2 separate regions of the Pan troglodytes genome follow, and region 1 is linked to region 2. A link is a contact called in public Hi-C data. All regions are on one chromosome and are shown on one strand. Each heading gives the region's core, a stretch centred on a gene start, on an enhancer-like site or on the middle of the called end of the contact. The rest is flanking DNA. Distances are from core to core; before and after follow the strand shown.

What was found. Hi-C and Micro-C count contacts between places; a contact is called where the count stands out from the background.
Region 1: a Hi-C map of stem cell-derived neural progenitor cells shows a contact between it and region 2, with 5 times the contacts expected there. The contact joins the promoter of FIGN here to the enhancer-like site in region 2. A contact is called at or near these places in 1 of 7 Hi-C or Micro-C datasets (stem cell-derived neural progenitor cells) and 1 of 1 datasets of contacts at active chromatin or transcription factors (stem cell-derived excitatory neurons).

Annotation. Positions count from the first base shown.
Region 1 is chr13:65,774,166-65,779,097 of NHGRI_mPanTro3-v2.0_pri, forward strand. It overlaps FIGN (fidgetin, microtubule severing factor), which reads right to left and starts at 2,146. Exons shown (of 2, transcript XM_009443600.5): 1 at 1,210-2,146.
Region 2 is chr13:65,232,856-65,237,336 of NHGRI_mPanTro3-v2.0_pri, forward strand. No RefSeq gene overlaps it. Among named protein-coding and RNA genes, the nearest start is that of KCNH7, 340 kb to the left of the region's middle. Within about 2 kb of position 2,871, at least 2 of the 24 cell types and tissues checked have an H3K27ac peak or open chromatin away from gene starts, as enhancers often do. A contact at or near this core is called in stem cell-derived neural progenitor cells, where this site is marked.

The sequences.
Region 1 (4,932 bases), core at 896-3,395, 540 kb after region 2:
ATATATATAGTGCATTACTAGTAACGTGCAATTTCTGGATGACAGCTAAAACCGATAAAAGTGGATTCAAGTAATATATTAATCAAAACTGCAATATACAAACAAGTGATAGCAAAAGAAAAAAAAGCATGGTGACATTAAACATATATTTTTTAAAAAAGGAATTCTATATCATGAGCAACTGCTTGCCAGGCAGTCTTCAATGGTTTTATCATGCTATTTCATTTGTCTTTCCTATTTAGATGCAAAGGAAGTAAATTCCAAAACTGACATACCATAAACACTGGTGCTACTGATCATTTCTTGCTGGCAGCACAAAAAGCTGAATTGGATTTCTCACAAGCAGGAATTCCAAAGGTTGCTTTTCATTAAAGCCACTTTTCCTCTCAGCTATCAAATGTCACTGCCTTGAAACGTGGGCCCTTTCGTCAGGTATTCATTTAACCTACATGCATATAATTAAGGGGGAAAGCAACATCAACAAAAAGGGGATCTCAGATCACAGGAGAAGAAAGAAAGGAAAAAAAGCACATGACCAGGAATGCAAGTCCATGTCAATTTCACTCACTCCCATTGAAACTAACAAGAGCTCCGGGGAGGACGGTAATAGGATCAGTGGATTGTATATACCATTAAATTATACATCTTTCTCTCCCGTTCCTTGCCAACAATACGCCCACCACGCTGTACCCCCTCCTAGATGATGTGCTTACATTTTTCTGCAACCGATCTTCTGACATTTTCTCGTTCCCCCAGCCACGAGATTGTAATTTAACCTCAACTTTTTGTGTGTGTGCAAGATTCTTATTTACACTTCTTATTTACTTAGAAGTTAGTTCCCGAAGAAAGTCTAGCCCCACCCTATGGCTCCGCTTTCTTATTTTTTATTTTTGAAGTAAAAAGATAGTAATAAGTAAGCCCAATATAGCGAAAAGCGAGATTCTTGCAATCGCGAACTCTTAATCCCATACTATTGTTACAATGATTAAGCAGCAAAAATATGCATTATAATGTTTCAGGGCTACTTTGAACAGAGAAATTAGACAGCAGGTTGGCGTACAGAATAGAAACGAGTGGAAATTGAATTTAATGTTTACGGCACAACTGAAGATCTCTTTTAATTACAGGTCTTGGATGTATTTATATTCTTTAAAAATAAAACAAAAACAAATTTAAACAGATGGTAGAAAACTACGAAGCTCCTCTTACCTGAACGCGCGGAGAGAGAACCCGATAGGTTAGCGTAGCATCGATCCGATGTGTTTGCTGATGAATGGAAGCTAGGGTTAAGTGAAGGTGCCTATGATTTGAAATCATTCCAAGTTTTTGAAGGGAAGACGGACTGCAGCCTCTGCCATGTTGGAATTTCAAACCCAAAACAGCTGCTTGGAAGGAGCCAGCATGCCAGAGGCTGGGCGCAGGCGCAGAGCGCCGCCGAGCCAAATTCAAATCACTTTCACACTAAGAGCCAAAGATCAGTTTTCAAAGGAGAGAGGGAGAAAGAGACGGAGGCTGCCGTGAGGGAGAGAAGACGGGAGGCAGTGGCGAGAGGCGGGCAGTGGAGAGAGACGGGCAGCGGGAGGACCAGGAGGGAGAGGGAGAGGCGCACGGAGCCCGCGGAGCTGGAGGGGGAGAAAGGGAGGCGGGAGGCAAGCGGGCGAGCGAGCTAGAGACGCGCCAGAGATTCATGGGCAGGGAGGGCTCAATGGCCGCGCCGCGCCGGCCGGCCGGCCGCTCGGGTCATGTTACACGGCCGGGGCCGCGGCGGCCGCCCAGCCTCGCCGACGCGCTCACGCGGCCCGGAGGGGGCCCCGAGGTCATGATTACGCGCGCGGGGACTCGCAGCTCTCCCTGCACGCACTCTCTGGCGGCCCAGCCTGGGGAAAGGGGAGCAGCGCCGTAGGGGGAAGGGAGCTTTCTTTCCCACGCGTGACCAGCCGGTCCCTGCGCTCCCCGGCCTGCGTTGGAGGGCCCGGGACAGAGCCGCGCTGCCGGTTCCCGGCCCTCTCGACAGCTGCGGCCCGTCCGCCCTTCCCCACCCCCTCTGCGCACGGGACGGGATCTGGTCTCGAGAGCCCGGACCTCACCGGCACCCTCCCCGGGGCCCCCAGCACCAGCCAGAAAACGACTTGATCTGCTTAGAAGAGGCAACTTCGGGGAGAAAATTCGCGTTCGCCCAGTTCCCCTCCCCCGCCTCCCTGTGAATAAATAAAATCCTAAGTGTCTAGGTGTGCGGTCCCCTCTCGCACTCCCTGGCTCCCCTCCCTACCTCCCCCAGGCGGCTCGGGCTGGAGAAAGCAGCGCCCGGGGGGCCCTGGTGTCGGCGGCTGGTGCGCAGGCATAGACGTTAGGCTTCTGCCTTCCCAACCCCCCTCTATGGAGTAATCTGGGGACCCAGGAGTGGGAAGAGAGTAGGGGCTTTGTGGTGCTGGGAGCCGAGGAAGAATGAAATGTGCAGTTGAGTGTGTTGCTCGCATCCCAGGGAGCAATGCAGTGCTGATTGTCTGTTGCTGAGATAGCCTTTTGTTCGGAACATAAGGTTTAAGAAACACACACACGTTTTCTGGGGTCTCTTGTTAGATGTAAATGTGCGGCATCCAGACGCTTACTATGCAGTGTAAGCTCAGTTGGTTTACTAATCACCCCGCCCCACCCGCAAACAATCAGGATCATTTGAATGGGAACCTCATTCAGACTTCTAGGCTGAGAGTATTGCCTTCAACCTATTTCATTCTAGACTAGCCAACCATCCAACTGAGATAATAAAGCAAACAATAACATTTGATCATGATGTCTACGAGATAATGTGCCCGGCAAAGTTCTTTAGGAATTGTAATGAGAAAGAGAGTGAATTGGGTCATAATTTCTCTTCGTTTTCATTAAATATGACTTTAATAGATAAATGGTGAGTTTATACTTTGGCCTGGTAGACATCCAGTCCTCTATATTTCAACGAAGCTAAGAATGAAAGAGGCAAATTATATATTCCACCAGGAGCCCATCAAGCTGAAAATGTTACCTTTGAAGGTTGGAACCGAAAATGCACTTGCTGAGGACTGACCCTCCTCATAAGGGTGTTCACATTTCCCCCAGCTTCTCTGTTGTAGATTTGATAGCCTAAATTGCAGCTCTCCAGATGCTGAAATGCAGCTCTTTAAAAATGCCAAATATATACTTTGAAATTAATTCCATTCACCTTTTATGATGTTCTTACCTTTGAATGGATGCCTTTAGCTAACACACTGAGAAATAAAAATTATTTCAGTTAAATCTAGGCAGATGACAGAATTTAAAAGACAAAAAAAGAGTGATTCGAGATCCTAAGAAATATTTCTAAGCAATGAGATTTCTATTTGGAATGGATTTGACCTTTCTGTGAATTTTTTTAAAAAGGAGTCTTCGAAATAAAACAGAAGAACTTTATTCTGATGTAACAGAGAACACTGAAACCTCTTTAGTTATATTTTACAAGATGGCTTTGAAAATGATATTATGAAAAGTTGTTCATTGGATTTTACCACAAAGAAATAAGTGTAGGAAAATATCTGTGGGTCACTGTTGGATTGAGTACAGATGAATTAAAAAAAAAAACTATGAAGCGCTCATAATCGCAGTTATTGCCCATTTGGGGAATGACGACCAAAAGTCCTCTGGACACACAGCAGATGCTCTGTGCAATTCGGGCAAAACTGCTCGGTTCTTGTTTGTTAAAAAAGTTCAGAGCTCATCAACCTTCAACATTAAATTCCTAGCGTTGAATTTACAGTTCCTTGTGTAAATTCAAATAGTGAATAAAATATATAATACAGTGCCCACTGAATATAAAAACAATGTATTTTGATGACAGACTTAAAGCCATTCATCTGTAATATCTAAAATAAAACAACCCCTGCTCTTTAAAAAGAGGAGGAAAAAGTGTGGTCAGCAGGAGTTTATTAATAGATAATAACTGTACCTTTCCAATTCCCTTATAGATTCATTTGAAATACACATTATAAAAAACATCATTCAACATGCAAATAAATATAATTAACTTTGGAATCAAATAATTGGAAAACTGTTCAAAAGAGCACTGGATAGAGGTACAGAGTTTCTAAATTGTTCAAAATTACATATACTCTGGGAATAAAAGACACTTACATAATAGAATATACATTATGGGACTTCCATAATAATAAGATACACAGGAGAGTTCGTCATTGCACTATTTCTCCTTTTTTTTAAGTATAGGTAAAAGTTGCTTTTCTCCAATTATGTTAAGCAAAGGAAAATAAAACTTGACTTTCTTTTTCACAGAGATTCATGGCATTGTTTGCGATGTTCAGTTTTTGTTGTTTTAATAAAACTTTAATGATGTGGTATGATTAAAAAGCACTTTAACAGTCATCATATTCTGTATGCATTTGTCTTCAAAACTTTTAATCAAAAGAAATGTTTCTGGCTGTAGCTGACATCCATCTCTATAATATCTTTTGAAACTTCTTGAGATAACATGAGAATTAAATATTGAGTGTTTAAAGGAAGTTGATTGGCTAGACAGGGAAACAGTTATTTCAGAAAATAATAAATTTGACTAATTTTTCCCACTCTATTAGCAATATCATTTCTCTTTCTATTTTACTTTTTAAATGCACAGACATTATAATGCATAACATTTTGACTAATATGTGAAATTCTAACACACAGTATACTCGGACTTGTGCTTTTTAAGAAAATCAGAAGAAAAATCAACATAACTCTTCTTCAGGAGTGTGTGTGTGTATGCCTTCCTTTCAAGATAATTCAGAGGGGAATTCTACTTTTCTCTGCTTTTTCTTCTCAAAATAATGTAAGCAACAACAACAAAAGTGAAGGTTAAGGGAATAAGCAAAGTGATACTGAATGTGATTTTGCAAATGACCATAGACTTGTCTGCACTGGACTAAGGAAAAT
Region 2 (4,481 bases), core at 1,621-4,120:
TCCATGCAACAAACATTGATTGCCTACCATGTGTCAGGATTCTGCAAGTTCTTGGGGATACAAAGACGAATGAAATGAGATACCTGAATTCAAGGACCTCATAACTTTACAATGGAGCTAGAGGTGTAAATAAATAATTTCCATACAACTTGAAGTATACCCCTGTGGCTTTGGGAACATAAAGAAATTTACTAACTTTGGAGGAAGGAGGAAGTAAGGAGAGGGAGCTCAAGAAAAATGATTCTCAAGGTATCTGAAAAAATGAGAAAATCCTCAGGGCAAAGATTACTCTGATAAACTAACTCCCTATAGAATAAGAAGGACATAGGATGCTATTAAAACACCCATTAATTTATTGCTGAAATGGAGAAAGTAGTGTGACTATCCCTCCCAGTTTCCCTGACACAGCCCTGGTTTTTACTTATTGCTCTCCTTTCACTCTTAAAAATGTGCTAGCTTGGACAATAATTTTATTTGTGTGATAAAGCATATAAAGAAAGTCATAACAAAGACATCTGTGAGTGAATTGTCATCAAGATCAGTAGGGCACGTAGATCCAATGGTCAAGATGTAGTTATAATGGCAGGACAAGCAAGGAGTCAATGGCTAGGAGAGCCAAAAGAAATAAAATGAAGATCAAGGTATTACTGCAGGGTACTGTTCATCTGAAACATGATGAAAGTGTTGGCATATTTGTCTTGTCACATGTGGGGAAAAGGGAGGCCTGGAAAGTAATAGAATACAATGTTTAAGTGGAGAGTGTTGGAAAGCATGAAAGGTCTTTTATGTCTTATTAAGAACTATAAAATAACTGCTAATATTTTTTCAGTGTCTACTGTGTTGTAGGTACTGTACTAACCACAGGATAAGAAATAAACCCCTTAATCCTTACAACAACCATGTGAGGCATATGGTAGTCATTAAGGATGTTCGCTGAATATTTCAGGCTCTGCAACTTCTAGGCACTTAATGAGATTTCATTTTTTGGTCTCCCAGTGTTGAGTAGGGTCATATGACCAGTTAAGGCATTTAGTTATAGTATTAAGTTGTGGCATTATGACGTTAAGATGTGTATTTTTTTTAATTCATATTACTGACAAGAAACTGATACTCAAAGGTTTCAGTAACTTAATCTAAGGTTATTAGTTGGGAAGTAGTCAGTGAATGGTAAGTAGATATGCCAAGATTAGCACCCAGGAAGTCTAAACAGATATAAACCTGCAGACTCTATTGCTATACAATATTGAATCACAAACACCAAAGACTTAATCCTGTTTATCCTAAATGACTCATACTGATGGTATTATTTCTCCTTTTCTTTCCATCATTAAGTCATTATATCCCCCTTCTCACAGCATAGACACCAAAAAGAAAAAAAGTCTAAGTAAAAAGGAAAAAACAATCTTTAGGATATTTGTCTGTTTTTGTTTACTCAGAAGTTGAAGCTCAGAACTCTAACAGATAGACAAAGTGTGATAGGTATACAACATGACCATTATGCAGCAGTTAAAAAGAGTCAATGAGCTGTATACCTAAAACCTAAAATGGGTACTAAAAACATGGTGGATAAAAGTAGAAAATGGAAAGTTATCTAACAATATCATTGATGTTAAAATATATCCACATAAGTCAATATCCACCTACCAAGAACACAATATAACAAATAGCTACACATTTAAATGGTTGCTCATTCAGAGAGTGGTAAATGGGATTGAGGAACGGGGATAAAATGGAATTTTTAAAAGATAAACAAATCAGCCAGCCATGGTGGCTCATGCCTATAATCCCAGCACTTTGGGAGGCCAAGGCGGGCAGATCACCTGACGTCAGGAGTTCGAGACCAGCCTGGCCAACATGGTGAAACCCCGTCTCTACTAAAAATACAAAAATTAGCCAGGCGTGGTGGCAGGTGCCTGTAATCCCAGCTACTCGGGAGGCTGAGGCAAGAGAATTGCTTGAACCCAGGAGGTGGAGGTTGCAGTGAGCCAAAACTGCACCACTACACTCCAGCCTGGGTGACAGAGCAAGACCCCATCTCAAAAAACAAAAACAAAAACAAAAACAAAACAAAACAAAAAGTTACCAACCAACCAATTCACCAATATAGGGGACTTAAATATACCAAGGACGATAATGTTTTGTGAACTAACAATACAAATGGCTGAACTTTGTTTAAACCTTATGTATAAAAACAAAAGCAAGAGCCAAACCTCAGAAGAAATAGAGTACTAGCCCTACCCACCACAAGATTTGTTTTCAGACTGCAATCATTTTGAAATATTTTCGAAGAAGCATACTATTTGAAAAAGGCAGAATATCTAAAAAGAATAAGAATCATTTATATACAGAGTGGGAAGTGAAAACTCTTGGCAAATGCAAATTACTCAACTGCTCAAAGTGGCTCAGACCCTCGTTGTCTACCAACAGATCAGACCTTTTGAAAAGCATAAAGAAACCCTTAATTATCCCATGCACATATATGTTCATTCCTTCTGCCTTGATGTGACATCTAGGTCCATAAATTGGCTTTCTTTAGATATTAATTATTTGTAGGTTATATAGAGGGTTTGTAGGAGTCTGGAAAACTTAAACACTGGGGAATTAAAGTTACTGTCAGATGTATCTCAAAAGCCTTGGGAAGTTTTTTGCTCCAAGGTGACATGAAACTGTGACAGGAGCTGCATCTCAAGCTGTTTGTCCAGCCAGACCTGGAGATTTGGGAGGCTGGTACCTGCTTTTATTTATTCATATGGAGGGTTACTGAATACAGATGCCAATGCTGACTGTGAGTTAAAGAGAAGAGAGGATAAGAGCTTAGGCTTAACCTACAGGGGACCTGAGGAATAAAGAGCCCCAGAGTCCAGCGTGGAGAAGAGAGAAGAAAGGGGAGGAAGAAAAAAGACTGAGAGAGATCAGGCCTAATGAACCTTTCCTGAAGTCAATGGGAATGGGGAAGTGGTGCCTCAGAGAGCAAGACCATACCCAAACAAAGCAGGGATAAAGTGGATCAGCCACAGTGTCACCAAATTTATCAAGAGTTCAAAAACTAGCAAATCAAAATCTGCAGGAAGAAGAAATTCTCATGCAAAGCCATACACTATGTTATTATCAAGATGAAGATATGACAGTAAACATACTACACACATATGTGAGCCCAAACAGGCATGCACGCACACACACACACACACATACACGTTTTTGATGCTCACTCAGAAAAATCTAAGGATAGATTGTATTATATGAAATAGTGATATTCTATCTTTACGGAAAAGGGAATTTAGTTATGTACTTTCTTTTTACTTCTATGACTGAAAAAGCTGAAAATGATGAAATGCTTTATACTATTATGAAGGAGTTAACAATAAAACCAGCAGGTCATTGATACCTTTCTTTCCTGGAAAATGCTTGGGAATCAAGTTACGGAAAATGCGGGGCTTGGAAGTTACCTCAGGAGAACAGAAACTGAAGGAAACCTGGGCAATGTGAGTAAAATATCTCTGTATTTACTGTAAGTGTGAAGTAAATGGATGCGTTCACCAGGAGCCAGCTAAAACAACCTTACTTCCTGTGGCAATCTTGATTATTGGAAATTGCCAACATACCACAAGCAATTTTAATTAGAGGAAACGTATCTTCTTGTCATACTTGATTTGTAAGCAAATGCTTTTTTTAACGAATATAGCATTATGACTGAGTAAATTAACTCCTGGTTACATTTGTATTGTATAGTTAAAAAAAAAATTGACCATTTGACTCCCCAGACACTTACTCTACAAAGCATGACTCATTGTGGAAATAAAATGTCTTTTCCTTTCTTTCTTTACTAAAAATCAACTTCCTTTCTTAATTTTTTCTCTAAGTCTTTATACCTGACTCAACATTGAGCAGGCCAAGAACGACACATTTTCTTTTACAAACTAGAATTAAAATATTCTCTTTTAGAAACTGCCTAATACCAAAAAGTGTGTTCCAAATACTCATACACAATGTTGCATCATTAATGTCGCGTGTAAATCTACTGCAGGACATGATAAAAGTAGCAGGCCCAGTCATGTAGAGGGGAAGAATGCTTTGGCTTGTTGTCGTAATGCATTTAAGCAATTTGCCAGGCCTCAGAACACTGGTTTACACTTTCTGTACCACAGCATTTTCCTCTAAATTCCTATTTGAATTTTTTTTTTTTTGGTTTGCTCATTTTTATGAAGAAAGTTCTAAAGTCACCTATACAGTCACCTATTTTTTACCACTGGTGTAATAATGTTTACTGTTTTATTATAATATTCTAGGCCTCTGCTCACTTCTTAACTGATACTCTCACTGTGGTTATAGTAGCATGTTGCACAGTGCCAGGAGTCAATATTAGCTGAGTAAGCGAGGAAATAAATGAAATGCATTTGATACTATTTTGGTGACAACTAATAATCTTTACTAGCAAAAAAAAGTTAGAGCAATGATCTATCATATTAACTAGATTATTAAGG